Regions from separate parts of the Mus musculus genome. Here regions 2 and 3 are each linked to region 1. The links are chromatin contacts, called in public ChIA-PET and HiChIP or PLAC-seq maps. All regions are on one chromosome and are shown on one strand. Each heading gives the region's core, a stretch centred on a gene start, on an enhancer-like site or on the middle of the called end of the contact. The rest is flanking DNA. Distances are from core to core; before and after follow the strand shown.

Evidence for each region. ChIA-PET counts read pairs in DNA pulled down with a chosen protein or histone mark. HiChIP or PLAC-seq counts read pairs in DNA pulled down with a chosen protein or histone mark.
Region 2: an RNA polymerase II ChIA-PET map of memory CD8 T cells shows a contact between it and region 1, with 248 read pairs. The contact joins the enhancer-like site here to the promoter of Hps6 in region 1. A contact is called at or near these places in 11 of 39 promoter capture datasets (the 3T3-L1 cell line, 3T3-L1-derived adipocytes, embryonic stem cells and 6 more), 1 of 15 datasets of contacts at CTCF or cohesin (embryonic stem cells), 7 of 484 Hi-C or Micro-C datasets (B cells, the CH12 cell line, bone marrow-derived macrophages and 4 more), 16 of 115 datasets of contacts at active chromatin or transcription factors (the HPC-7 cell line, the NIH/3T3 cell line, acute myeloid leukemia and 9 more) and 3 of 9 other capture datasets (embryonic stem cells, liver and pancreatic islet).
Region 3: a contact with region 1 is called in an H3K4me3 HiChIP or PLAC-seq map of the 230-238 cell line, with 14 read pairs. The contact joins the enhancer-like site here to the promoter of Hps6 in region 1. A contact is called at or near these places in 2 of 39 promoter capture datasets (frontonasal cranial neural crest and second pharyngeal arch cranial neural crest), 3 of 484 Hi-C or Micro-C datasets (the BV-2 cell line, the G1E-ER4 cell line and nephron progenitors), 8 of 115 datasets of contacts at active chromatin or transcription factors (the 230-238 cell line, the SCID.adh cell line, bone marrow-derived macrophages and 4 more) and 4 of 9 other capture datasets (adipose tissue, embryonic stem cells, liver and 1 more).

The regions. Positions count from the first base shown.
Region 1 is chr19:46,001,371-46,006,176 of GRCm38.p6, forward strand. It overlaps Hps6 (HPS6, biogenesis of lysosomal organelles complex 2 subunit 3), which reads left to right and starts at 2,108. Exons shown (of 1, transcript NM_176785.3): 1 at 2,108-4,803. The coding sequence starts at 2,256. The coding sequence ends at 4,673. The region is part of intron 1 of 4930505N22Rik (RIKEN cDNA 4930505N22 gene); the gene reads left to right.
Region 2 is chr19:45,841,306-45,846,111 of GRCm38.p6, forward strand. Armh3 (armadillo-like helical domain containing 3) reads right to left here. Exons shown (of 26, transcript NM_198296.2): 24 at 4,803-4,806. Among named protein-coding and RNA genes, the nearest start is that of Kcnip2, 28 kb to the left of the region's middle. Within about 2 kb of position 2,331, at least 95 of the 459 cell types and tissues checked have an H3K27ac peak or open chromatin away from gene starts, as enhancers often do. A contact at or near this core is called in B cells, the CH12 cell line, the HPC-7 cell line and 5 more, where this site is marked.
Region 3 is chr19:45,868,889-45,873,694 of GRCm38.p6, forward strand. The region is part of intron 23 of Armh3 (armadillo-like helical domain containing 3); the gene reads right to left. Among named protein-coding and RNA genes, the nearest start is that of Kcnip2, 55 kb to the left of the region's middle. Within about 2 kb of position 2,948, at least 9 of the 459 cell types and tissues checked have an H3K27ac peak or open chromatin away from gene starts, as enhancers often do. A contact at or near this core is called in the 230-238 cell line, where this site is marked.

The DNA.
Region 1 (4,806 bases), core at 858-3,357:
CTACAGAGTGAGAATTTGTGTCCCCCCCCAAAAAATATATATATAAACATATATATAAACATATATATATATATATAAACACACACACATATATACATATATATGTATATATATATATTGCTGAGGAAACACCTCAGTGCGTGAGTACGGACTTTCATCAGTGCTGCTGAACCTGATGTTGCTACTCCAGCTGGCGGTGTGAACCTGGGAGAGCCAGCCTGAAGCGTCCGTGAACTAAAGTTTTATGCCATAGCCAACTTCATTTCTCGCAGCAGACAGTTTTTACTCTAAGGGTTAAAAGGAGTCAACTAAGTAAAGTGTCCAGTCACAAGGACAAGCCGCATGTGGCAAAAACAAAAACATGTTTTTCCATAGAGGCGTAAAGACAACAATAGTCAGTTGTAATCAATAACATAAGTTAATTTACTCCTCTCTGATACAGCTGGGGAGGGTGCAGAGGTTATCTTGTTTATTGTTTATAGACTCGTTTATTCGGAGTTCTCCCACAAGGTCTCAGCTCCTCACAGCTTCATCCGTGAACCACGTTCCCACACCTGAGTTTGATTCCTGACACCTGTCTCAGTCACTCTTCTATTGCTGTGAAGAAATACCACAACCAGGGCAACTCTTTTTTTTTTTTTTTAAGATTTATTTATTTATTATATGTAAGTACACTGTAGCTGTCTTCAGACACTCCAGAAGAGGGAGTCAGATCTTGTTACAGATGGTTGTGAGCCACCATGTGGTTGCTGGAATTTGAACTTCAGACCTTCGGAAGAGCAGTCGGGTGCTCTTACCCACTGAGCCATCTCGCCAGCCCCAGGACAACTCTTATACAAGAAACCATTTAATGAGGGGCTTGCTTGCAGTTTCAGAGCATCAATCCATTATCATCATTGGCAGAGAGCACGGTGATGCACACGGCAGTGAAGCAGTAGCTAAGAGCTCCAGTCCCATCCACAGGCAGACGGGAACCTGGACCTGGCATGGGGGGTTGAAATCGCAAAGCTCACTGCCAGTGACACACTTCCTCCAAGGAGGCCACACATAACTAATCCCAGTTCTTCTCAGAGAGTGCCACTCTCTGATGACTAACTATTCAGATATATGCGTCTGTGGGAGACCATTCTTAGTCAAACCACCACAGGAACCACGTGGTACAAGGCAAGAACCAGCTCCGAAAGTTGTCCTCTGGCCTCTGAGTGGGTGTTGTGGCGTATGCCCATAATATTGCACGCACACAAACACAGACACACATAGATACACACACAAACACACACACATTCAATATAATTTAATTTAAATTTTTAATGAGGAAGGCAGTGAACAGGAACAAAGTAGAATAATATATATATGTGTAAAAATGCCAGCCATAGCTTGGTCAATAAAGTGCATACCTCAAAAGCTTAAGACGCTAATTCTATCCTCAATGCTTGGTATTGTGGTTCGAGTCTATAATCCCAGCGTGGGAGACTGAAGCAGGAGGATCTCCCGAGCTCATTGGCTGGCTAGCACAACCTAGTGGGTGAGAGGTCCTAGTGAAAGAAGTTCTCTCAAAACAGTGTAGAAGGTTGGCTTCTGAGGAAAGACACTGAGGCTGACCTCCAGCCTTCACAGGTGCACACAGGACTAAGAATATGGAGGAAGGGGATGCGATCATGAAATTCATTACTTTGTATGCTGACTTCAAATTTAAAACATATGTATAAAGACCAGGGATGGTAGTGATGAACTTTAATCACGGCACTTGGGAGGCAGAGACAGGAGAATCTCTGTGAATTTGTGGCCAGCCTGGTGAGCGGAGGGTTGTTAACCTTACAGTTTTTCCACTAAATTTCCAGGCGGTTGAGATTTGCTATTTGGTCAGGGCTGATACGGTGTCAGTACTCAACCACAAATAAGGTGAAAGAGCGAGGTTCAGAAAGAAGGGAGACGTTTTGAGACATTCTCACGGTGCCTAGGAAACTTGAATCCAGAGCGGGGACCCTTGGGTGCTGCGGATGCTCCTCCCTCGGACATCTTCCCGCAGCTCCGCCCCCGGCGCGCAGCGCTAGCGGGGCGTGCCCTGGGGCAATCCCGGACCTCGCCTGGCGGGGCGGGGCCGGGCGGAGTCGACGTTCAGTCCAGGGCTTGGCTCACCTCATTCACCAGGGACGGAAGTGTCAGCCCTGCACTCCCCCGGGTACCAGGACTAGCAGTCCGGCCTCGCCCCACTGGGCGATCAGGCCTTGGCTAGCTCCTGCGGCAGAGGCGTCATGAAGCGTGCAGGAACTCTGCGCCTGCTTTCGGATCTGAGCAACTTCACCGGCGCGGCCCGGCTCCGCGAGTTGTTGGCGGGGGACCCAGCTGTCCTAGTCCGCTGCAGCCCTGACGGCCGCCACTTGCTGCTATTAAGACCCCCCGGATCGCCCGCCCCACAGCTTCTAGTGGCTGTGCGTGGGCCCGGCCTGCCGCTGGAGCGTGCCTGGCCGGAGGGCGACCCCTCGCCGCTGGACGTCTTTTTCGTGCCGTGGCTGGCGCGACCCGCGCTGATCTTGGTATGGGAGAGTGGCCTAGCAGAGGTTTGGGGCGTGGGGATGGAGCCTGGATGGAAGCTACTTCAGAGCACTGAGCTGTGTCCGGATGGTGGAGCCCGCGTGATGGCCGTGGCCGCAACCCGAGGCCGCCTAGTTTGGTGCGAGGAGCGTCAGCCGGGTGTTAAGGACCAACCAGAGCAGCTTTCAACGGCCTTCAGCCACCGTGTGTGCTTCAAGACCCTGGAAACCAGCGGGGAGGCTGGCACCAAACTAGGCTGCACCCACATCCTGCTACACCATTGCCCCCTTTTTGGACTGATAGCCTCCCGCAAGGACCTCTTCCTGGTGCCTACTACCAACACTTGGTCTGGTGTGGCCCACCTTCTGCTCATCTGGAGCCCAAGCAAGGGGAAGGTAATAGTTGCTGCTCCATCTCTTGGTCTTTCACACAGTAAAAGCCTGAATCCCAAACAAGGGGACACTTGGGACTTCCGGACCCTGCTGCGAGGCCTTCCTGGATTCCTGTCCCCCAGGGAGCCACTGGCTGTACACACTTGGGCCCCATCTTCGCAGGGCTTGTTGTTGCTTGACTTGAAAGGGAAGGTGAGCCTAGTGCAGTGCCATGGTGGTACTCGAACCGTGGGAATCCTGCAGGAGGCCCCTGTAAGCCTAAAAGGGTCTGCAGCCCTGGGGACATTTCACGGCACTTTAGCCTGTGTCCTGGGCTCCACCTTGGAACTACTGGACATGAGCAGTGGGCGGCTGTTGGAAAAAAAGGTTCTCAGTACAGACAGAGTACATTTGCTGGAGCCTCCAGCCCCGGGCATGAAGAACGAGGAAGAGCTGGAGACCCGAGGAGCCCTACGATTGCTTTCAGCCTTGGGTCTCTTTTGTGTGTGTTGGGAAACTCCCCAAGGCCTTGAGCTGCCTTCAGACAAGGACCTGGTGTTTGAGGAGGCCTGTGGGTACTACCAGCGTCGGAGCCTTCGAGGTACCCAGCTTACCCCAGAAGAACTGAGACACAACAGCATGTTTCGGGCACCTCAGGCCCTGGCCTCCATCCTCCAGGGCCACCTGCCCCCGTCTACACTCCTGACAACCCTGAGGGCTGAGCTCCGGGATTATCGTAGTATAGAACAGCTCAAGGCCCAGCTGGTGGCTGGGGACGATGAGGAGGCTGGCTGGACTGAGTTAGCGGAGCACGAGGTGGCCCGCCTGCTGAGAACCCAGTTGACAGGAGACCAGCTGGCCCAATTCAACACCATTTTCCAAGCCCTTCCTACAGCAGCTTGGGGTGCCACCCTCCAGGCACTGCAGCTCCAGCCAGATAGGAGTGGCAGGCTGAGGTCCCAAGCACCCCCGGATGTATGGAAGAAGGTCCTAAGGGCTCCAACAGCTGGAAAGGAACATCCCAATGGAATACTGCCGCCCTTTGAACTCCTGTGTCAGTGCCTGGGCCAGCTCGAGCCTCAGTGGCTCCCCCCATTTGTGAAACTGGCACAGCAGCAGGGTGGCCCCGGCTGGGGGGCTGAAGGCCCCAGTCTGCCCCTTTACCGCCGAGCCCTGGCAGTGCTAGGTGAGGAAGGGAAGAGGCCTGAGGCTCTGGAACTCGAGTTGCTTTTGGGCAGTGGGCGACCCAAAGCCGTGCTACAAGCTGTAAGGCAGCTGATAAAGAAAGAAGAGTGGGAACGGGCTCTGGAAGCCGGGCTGGCCCTGGATGCCTCCAGCCCCCTGCTTCGAAGTGAGATCTTTAAGCTGCTGCTGGCAGAGTTTGCCCAGCACCGCCGCCTGGATGCACACCTCCCTCTCCTCTGTCGCCTGTGCCCACCGGAAGTGGCTCCACATGAGCTCCTACTTCTGCTGAGGACACATCTCCCAGATGATGAGGGAACCACCCCTTTCCCTGAGCCTGGGGCAGAGCCCCCTCTCACAGTGGGCTTGGTCAGAGCCCTGCTAGAACAGACTGGGGCTCAAGGAAGGCCGTCTGGCCCAGTTCAAAGCACCTATGAGGACATCTTATGGGACCCAGGCACTCCACCCCCTACACCACCTCGTGGACCCACTGCTTCTCTCCCGGCATCAGACCATCCAGGACAAGAAGCCTGGGTACCACCTGGACAAGGGCTCGGTGCAGCTGATGTGGGAGTTCATTTGTAGAGCACAGAGATGCGAAGGGAAGGGTACCTAGGGTTATGAAGCACGAAGGTGGGACTTGTGTGTGCAATACTGTCTGTTGTGGAACAATTTTTAAAATACATGCAAATACCAAATATACTCACAGAGGTTTCTT
Region 2 (4,806 bases), core at 1,081-3,580, 160 kb before region 1:
ACTCACAGAGCTCTGCCTGCCTCTGCCTCCCAAGTGCTGGAATTAGAGCTATTATGTTCCACAAAGCTTCAGACCATTTTGTGACCCAAGGACATGACATTCAAAAACTCTAGAATTCTCCATTCTTCCTGACTTGTTCAGGTCCTAGTTTTGAGTATTATTTTCCAATTTATGCCTCTCTATTATCTAACCGTATCCTTCCTCTTTTGAGTTAAGCTCTTCTTTCCTCTCTGTCTATTGAGCACGACAACTGCAGAGCCCTGCAAAACAAAACAGCTGATGGTGTAACATCAGCTGTAGTCTCTCTCTTTAAAATTATCTTATTTTATACGTATGGGTGCTTTGCCTGCATATATGTACCACATGCCAGCCTGCTAACCACAAAGGCCAGAAAAGGGTACATGATCCCCTAGAACTGGAGTTACAGGTAGTTGTGAGGTAGGTGTTGAACTTGGGTCCTCTGGAAGAGCAGTCAGAGCCACCTCTCCAGCCCCCAAGGACTTTTCATAGACATCAGTGGGATCCGCCGGCACAGGCATGTACACCCGGGCGCCAGGAGGCCTGCAGCTCGCCTGAGCTACACAGCAAGTTAAAGAACAGTCTGAGCAAATTAGTAAGACTCTATCAAGATAAAAACTAGAAAGGGGGTCTGGGGAATGTAGCTCAATCACAGAACACTTGCTTAACTAAATGTGTGAACCACTGGGTTTAACTGCAGTACAGGAGGAAGGGGCTTCCATTATATGCCTTCAACCCACATTTATTTAGTACAGATAAAGTAGTCCCTGAAATGTCCCAAGGAGACATAGGCTGTTCGACTCAATACCTTATGGGAATGAAAACTGGGGCCAGGGCAGTAGTGAGGGAGCAGACAACTCATTAAAAGGCCAGTGGTCTGCAGCTGCTCTTTCTGTGTCCTAGGCCCGAGTTCTAGAAATGAATACCAAGGAAAGTAGTGGTGAGAAAGAAAAGACTCAAAGCCAACACAAAGCTCTTCAAGTCACAAAGTTCTTTTGCTGACATGCATTACGACAGGGTCTCACTCTACAGCCTGGGTTGACCTTCAACAACCATCCACCTGCATGCTGGGATTACAGGCATGAAGAACAGTCACATCATCATAGATTTATCCTTTTCAAGGTTCTTATTCCTTGACCAAGGAATTCCAGTTTCTACGAGATAAGCATGAATGTTTACTACCGAGCTACACTGGAGAGAGACAGGAGCTAAATCTCAGTTGAGGGTAGACAATAAGCCTGGAGAGTAACTTTTCTCCAACTGTTCTAGGAATAACTATACCTCATAGTTTCACTATTGGTAGCACACTCCCTTTTGTTTGTTTTGTTTGAGACAGGGTCTTGTTATGTTGCTCTGGGTGTCCTAGAATTCACCACTGTGTAGACTAGGCAGGCCTCAAATTCAGATATCTACCTGCCTCTGGTATTAAAGGAGGATACCATTACACCCAGTAGGGATTACAACAATGTTCTACATTGCCTAGTATGTATGAAACATTTAAACTTATAAAAATAAATAAATCTTCAAAAATCCTCACAAAACTAGGTGGCAATGGTGGCCTCCTGTCTATAATGCCAGCACCTGGGAGGCTGAAGCAAGAGGATTCTGTGAGCTGAAGGCCAGCCTGGGCTACACAGTGAGTCCCAGGTTAGACTAGGCTAACCCTGTATTTTTTAAAAAAGGATTAATCCCAGTACTCCACAGGCAGAGGGAGGCAGGTCTCTGTGAAGCCAGCCTGGTCTACAAATCGAATTCCAGGACAGCCAAGACTGTCACACAGAAAAACCCTGTTTCCATCACCCAAAAAAGAATTCACAAATCTTTTCTAGGAACAAAATGGAAAGCTGGCAGGCAGAGCTAACAAAGAGCCTGTCCTGTCTGCCTAACTTACTAAATGCCATAAACCCCAGCTAATGCCTATTAACAGGCTTTAGGTTTTATCTTAGAAGTATTTTAGAATCTACTAAAGATTAAAATCCTGTTTTGTTTTGCCCCCGACCCCCCCTCTCTACTAATGTAGCTGCTAACAGCTGCAGGGCCTCACTGCCCTGAAAGCCAGCTCTTTGGGAAGCTGGAAATCCTTTTGACTTTGTGACATTAGGATTAAAGTTCATAAGTAACAGGAGAGAAGTACTCCACGTGTTGGAGACAGGCAAGGTAGTCAAATAACTCTAACCTGATAAAAAACAAGTTCACTTGCTGTTGCTACAGAGGAAGAGGGAGGGAGAAGGGGGAGGGGGAGGAAAAGGGCCTTCATTTAGAAGCCTTCAGAGGCAGTTGGGGAAGAGAAACCACCATTCTGAGAGCAGAGTGCTGGGGTAACAGTACTGTTACAGGAAGCGAGCGAGCGAGCGAGCTAGCTAGCGAGCAAGCGCACAATAACCAGGACTGCAGAGATTCCACGTGGACTTGTCACCAGTGACCCTCACTGCCCTGCGTTCTGTCACAGCATGTAACTGTCACACAGTAAATAGATCACCGAGGACCCCTCCTGTTGGCTGTGCTGGGGAATGAATGCTAGATAAGCACTCACAGGCACCTATCCATCCCCAGCCCTCTTCCCTATGGGTGAGTAACCTGAGTTCCTTTCCTCGATTCTGGCTTGTGGATCCAAGGACCACTTTTTAGCATCACTTTAAACCTTGAGTGGAGGTGAAAGAGGATGAGGAGACAGCTTGTCAATTTTCCCTTTTCTGATTTTTCTCATGCACCACATGGTTTTTGTTTTGTTTTGTTTTTTTTGTTTTTTGTCTTGTTTTGCTTTGTTTTGTTTTAAATTATCATTGGCTGGTGGCTGCTACCTCTGGAGAACGATGTCAGCTGTCCTCCCAAGCTGCTGCATGGCTTTCAGGCTGCCCAAAGCTTACAGTGGTAGGAGGACCATCTCCTTCCCTAACACACAGAACAGAATACACAGGCGTTCTGCAGGAAAATGACACAGACAGCTCCAACAGCAAAGAACAGGAATCTGCTCTGCTCCACAGGCAGAGGAAAAAGAGAATGAAAGCCACTCATAAAGGCAGCTTTTTAAGTGTGAGGATGGAGTCACACAGCTGGCGTCACAAAAGAGAACAAATATTGAATAGGAAACAACTGACAGATCGATCAATAGAGTTCCATTCACCTGGCTGCAGAGAGCTGCTGGAGGGAGAACTGAGAAGGCTCTGTTAAAAAAAAAGCTTGCCTGCTGCCTCACTGGGTGAACTGAATACCTTTCAAGAACATTGGAACACATGGTCACAAAATAGCTGCTAGCTGGTCCTGTCAGTTAAGAAACTCAGAAGTGCTACAAGGATGCACTGGCAAGAAAAGGAGACCAGAAAATACAAGGTTTGGAATTTATTCCTTGGCTTTTCCAACTTAGAAGGATGAAATGCAAAAAAGGAGATTCAGGTATGTAAGTACGTGTGTGTGTGTGTGTGTGTGTGTGTGTGTGTGTGTGTGTGTGTGTGTGTGTGTGTATGTATGTGGTGTGTGTATGTGTATGTCGGGGTCTTTCACTGAACTTAGAGGTCACCTGTTTAACTAGACTGCCTAGCTAGCAGGCTCCGAGAACCCACACACCTCTGCCTTTTTGATGTTGGAGTTACAGGCACGCCTCGCTTTTGTATGTGTGCGCTGGGGGCTGAGCTCAGGCTCCCATGCTTGGGCAGCGAGCGCTTTACCCAAATAAGACATCACCTCAGCAGCGTGTAAGACTCGAAAGCCCAAATGAAAGAGCAAGGTGGGGCATTCCTGCACTGGGAGGTATAGGAGGGGGCCAGGAGCTGAAAGGTCATCCTCAGCTACACAGGGAATTTAGCCATATACATGAGCTAAAATCATACACCCAACATAGGCTATATGAGCCTGGCTTTATGTCTTTTTTTCTTTGTAGCAGCAGATTTATATAAAGCTATACACTTATCAAGCTATACTCTAATAAAGACTCTTATTTAGACAGAGAGAGAGAGAGAGAGAGAGAGAGAGAGAGAGAGAGAGAGAGAGAGAACTCAGATGAAGCAGGGTTCAACTCCATGCCAGGCTGAATCCCATCTGTACTTTTACATGGTGTAGAGCTGAGCACAAGTGCTAACTGAGAAGGGGAAATCAGACCAGCCTCAAGAAGACAAATGTACAAAGCTATCTGCATCCTCAACTCAAACCTGCCCAGAAATAACTGTTCAAGGCAAAGAGAACACAATCACTAATGAAAACCCATCTCAATGAGCTCTCAATTAAAGCTCATGCTCTAATGAGCCAAATGCCTTCATGTTAAGCTGAACTCAAGGTTTTCATGTGGCTGGAATTTATGTTCATTTCTAAGTTATCAGGTCTTACTTTTGTTTGGTTTGTTGGAGTTTTAAGACAGGGTGGCATGCAGTACAGGCTGTTGCTGGACTCACTGCATAACCAAGGACACCTCTAACTCCTGCTTTTACCTTCCAAGTGCTGCGATTACAGGTATGCACCATCATGTGGACATGTCTGACTTTCAGAAATCACAATCCCTGTGCCTGAGAGCGTGACAATGGATGTCCCATCACCTGCTCTAAGACAGCGACCCATGAAGCTTCAGCTCATACTTTGTACAACTAAACAAACCCTTCAGATGGCACAAGGGAAGGAGGGTTTACTAGGTTTAAAGAAGCAGCAAGCAATCTTGCACCAACTCTTCTCACCAGCCTGGTTTGACCATCCTACTCCTTCCTTTGCTCAAAGCTTAGTAACAGAGTCCCATTACTAGAAAGAGCTTCCTGATCCTTCCCACCAGCAAGGTCATTCTGGGGAGAGCAGTGGCTTACCTGT
Region 3 (4,806 bases), core at 1,698-4,197, 130 kb before region 1:
GAGTGCGTAAGATATATCTTCCCACCTCCTCCTTGCTTCTTCTGTGACATATATGTGACTATACAACCTGCCCTTTGGTTGCCAAGAATGCTCATAACATTCTCACCCCCATGCCCTTTCCTATTTGTGCCAATATCAAAGGATTTAGCTTCTCTTTTTAGAACATCCCTACAGACTAAGGCGCCCAGCAGAACCTCAAGTTGATGAGGCTTGCAACTATACTGTTGTCTTTACTGGTGTAGCCGTCTCCAGTGCTAGATCCTATGGCTCCTTAAACTGTTATAGCGTTCCCAATTCTTCTGTTTGAGAAAAGTTGTTGCCAATATCCTTTTTTCTCCCAAGCTGTTGTCTTCTAGACTAACTGTTACACCACCTTCTACTTTATGCAGGTGTCTTTGGCTTGCACCACTGGCTTGACCTGGGTTCTATTTCGCCTTGCCCTTCAGTAGATTTCTTAGTGGTAGAGTCTGCTGGCATTTTTGTTCAGACTTTCTCTGAGCTGTTGTCTCTGAACTATCTTATAGCTTCCCTTCATCATGTGAACTTCCAAGTACCATTATTCCCTGTCCATGCCACGCCAGGCCTGGGTTCTATTCAGAATCTCTAGTTGTAAGAAAGAAACTATTTGCCCATCTATATTCAATAAATAATCAGCAAACACAAGCACAGATGCCACCTGCCTTCAATAGATGTCTATAAAGGACAACACCACCCAGCTACTCTGGAATATGGTCAAGCTGGCTTGAAAGATGAGCTGAAGCTGAATAAGTACCCTGAAGAGACAAGCTGGCTCCGGACACTCCAGAAAAGGATGCAGCCTATAAAGAGTTTATCCAGAGAAACACACGTGGCTCTCTGGCTTACCCACAAAAGCTAGCACATCAGTAATGTACCTTCTCTAGACTAGTAAAGATGGAGGCTGAGCCTGGTGGTATATGTCTATACTCTTCCAAGTCCCTCTTTATAACTAGCCAAAGAGATCATTCTTTTTACTAAAGAAAATAGTTCAGCCATACATGGTGACTCATGGATATAATCTCAAAATTTGTGAGGCTGAGACAGGAGGATTGCTGTGAGTTCCAGGTTAGCCTGGGTTACGTGGTGAAACTATCTCAAAGAAGAGAAAAAAGCCAAGGGGCTGGAGAGATAGCCCAGCAGTTAAGAGGACTGGCTGCTCTTCCAAAGGATCTAGGTCCAACTCCCAGCACCCACATGGTGGCTCACAACTGTATGAAACCCAGTTCTAGATGACCTGACACCCTCCACAGGCACCAGTCATGCACTCGAGGCATAAACATACACACAGGCAAACACAATACACATAAAATAAATCTAAACCCCAAAAACCTTTGACGAGTTCAAGGCCAGCTCTGTCAGGAAGAGAGGGAGGGAGGGAGGAAGGGCAGGCGACAGAAAGAAAGAAGGAGGGGGAAAGGGAAGGAAGGAAGGACGGACAAACCATATGAGATAAAATACATATTAGCGCCTCTGCATCTCCAAGTCCCAGTATGATGACCAACACAGCCACTGCCAACCTGACAGGATCTAGTGTCACCAAACTGACAAGCTTCTGGGCAGACCTGTGAGGGACTTCAGGACTGTTACCCAAACTGGGAAGCTGCGCACTATAGTGTGGACAGCACCAGTGCATTGGACTGGCCCTGGCTTCCATTTTAAAGGCAGAGGAGGAGGAAAGCTGAGCAGCACACTTAGCCCTGTGCTTCCCAGCTCTGGAAGAAGGGAGGTGGCTGCCCCAGGCTCCCGCTATTAACCCTCCTCAGCCCTTCCTCCCTTTTAAGCTGTTTCTTGTCAGGTATTTGCTCTAAGATGAGGTATTGTAAAAACCTTAGAAATCAGGGGTGCTCCAACAGCACAGTCAGCACCAATGGCAGAAGCTGTGTTCTCAGGTACCCTACCAAGCTGACCATTGAGAATCCCCATCACATGAAGATAAAGGTGAGAAATGAGTTTCTCTGATGTGAGGGTCTTGGGAATGCATCAGCACATCCTGAGCTTCACATCCTGTTCATATGACTGGTTTTCAAAGAAATGATACAGAAACCAATTACAACAACAACAACAATCTCATTAAACCTGTTACTACAGGGGCTCACTCTGCTAGAACATGCAAAGTATCTGAGCTCCAGGGAGAAATGTACAATTGAGGTAAAATTAATCAAACCTACATAAAAAGACAGTGTAAGAAGAAAATATTTTCCTCAGATATTCCAGAAGTCTGATCACTAAGTGTATAATTCTGTTCATTATTATCTTCTACAATGTAAACCTATATTTATAATAAGGCTGATATTATAGTAAAATGACAGTACCACATAGACACAATTCATTTAACAATTAATCTACCGGAGCTAAAAATTCTTAGCATGTCATTAATTGCCTGCTTATTAAACCAGTGTTTCAGTTTCAGTTGCAGACTATCACGTCCTTGTTACAACCCCAGGGGAAATGCGAGCACACTCATGGGACAATTAGCAAGTAACAGGACCCCAACTGGAAGAACACAGAGAGACCAGGGCAGCCACCCTCAGAGAGCTCTCCACTGCCCTCCCTCCCCTGCTGTCTTCTCACTGCCCCTCCCCTGGGCCTGCACTGCTCAAAGCAAGAACCAATGTCTGCTGCAACCTTCGTTTTTAGTTCTTAGCTGGTGAGTCCTGCTGGGGTTTTGAGAGAGCAGGAGACTAGAGGAAGATCTGAACCATGCCATGAAGGTCATCGGCTATGGCTATTGTTTTTCAAGTTTGGCCGTGGTTGAAGACTCTCTACCCACAATTTTTCTTCCCAAGGGCTTTGCAGTTGACTCTTCAGGAAAGTTTTCAGACTTTGGGGCCATTTTATATAACAGTAACAAAGCAGAGCCCAGAATGGAGAGAGATTAGTCCCAAATCATCTACCAAATCAGGGGCAGAGTCAGGAATAGATCAAAGCATCTGGACCAAGATTCTGAAGGCACATTTAGGAAATGTGCTGACGATACAAAGCTGCCGCAGAAGATCCCAATACCCAGAATGACATAATCAGGATCCACACACGCCCTGATAAGCTAAAACGATGGGTTGAACATCAAAACAAATCAAACAAGGATAAAGTGTTGAATATAGGTTAGATACAAAAGGGGGGGAAAAGCTGTAGAAATTGAGAAGGAGATTCACCAAAACAGTGCCCGGCGCTCTACTGCAGGGTGAGACTGTAAGGTCTAAATCATCTTTACTCTGTTCTTCATACTTTTCTTCTAAGTTTCTATACTAAGTGCCACACAAATGTGGTAGCACAACGCTCCTACCAACTGAACAAGCACGGGATGCAAGAACTGAGGAGGGAGGTCACGTGAAGCAGCTCTGAAGGCTCTCATGGGCTACAAGTCAGCTATGAACTAGCTACATAATTCAACTGACAAATAATCTAATGCCGGTCAGGGATGGAGCTCATGAGAGAGGGTTTGCCCAGTGTGCAAAAATCCCTGGTTTCGGGGTTCAGCACAGGAAAAACTGAACATGTATATATTTCCCAACATCTTGGAGGTAGAAGAATCAAGCGTTTAAGGTTGAGGCTAGGATGGCTCAGTGGGTAAAGATACTTCCCAAGCAAACCTGGTGAACTGAGTTTCATCCTGGAGATGAACATGGAAAGAGAACAAATCCTGACAGTTGTCTGCTGACCTTCGCATGTGCACTGTGCCAAATACATTATACACACAGACAATTAAAACAAACTAAGGTAAAAAGAAATTCAACGTCATCGGCTATATTGAGAGTTGGAGGCCAGGATAGACTATTTGAAACCTTATCTTAAAATTAAGTAAATAGGACTGGAGAGATGGACCAGCGGTTAAAGAATATCAATTGCTTTTCTAGAGGACCCAGGCTTAGTTCCTAAAACCCACAAGATAGCTCACAATGAGCTGCAACTCTAGTTCCAGAGAGAGGATCTGCACCACAGATACACACACGGTGCACATACATACATGCAGGCAAAATGTCTACACAGGTCACCATGACTGAGCCTATGGAATAATTTCAAAGATAAGGAAACAAGAGTGGAGCAGGAGAATAAAGGCACAAAGCACTCCAGATCTCCAAATGTAAGCACATTATAGTCTCCTGTCCCTTCTCCTCCCACCTCTGATGCTTACCTAAAGAAAGCAGAACGCCTACGACGGACGTTCTCCTGAGTAAAAGGCTGGACTAAAGGACACACCTGACATGGTTCATCTCAGATATTCATAACATTTAAAAGACTGTAGTTGAAATTATGAATAGGAGAGCTTACTAACTGTATACAGGAGGCCTGTGCTGTCCTGAAAAGACAGCTGGTGTGTAAGTCACAGCAGCCTACACAAACACATAAAAGGCCTTGGGTTTGATCCCCAACACTAAAAAGGGAAGAGAAAAAAAGACGGGCTGAGGTCAGCAATTTGCTCCCTTGCCAAGTGGAGGTAATTCAGACTCATCTCTGGGACTGAGAGCTTCTGCACTGACCTGGGACTCACCCTCTTCTCCAGTGCCCTCTGCAATCTCAGCTGCAACAGTGCTCAAAGCATATAATATTTTAACTTACCTCAAGGCCCGGGGTGCTTGGTTATCTTAAGTTACCAGGAAGTAACTCTCCTACTATCACCAACTCAGACACAAAGGTATTTCCTATCAACTACTGACAAAGCAGTCAACAAATATTTGTGATAAGTCATGAAGCAAGAGAAAAATGTCAGTATAATTAGTAAGCAAACAGATTATTTGCCAAAACAACAAAGTAAGGTTTCCAGATTTAAATAACATAAGATTTCTTTGA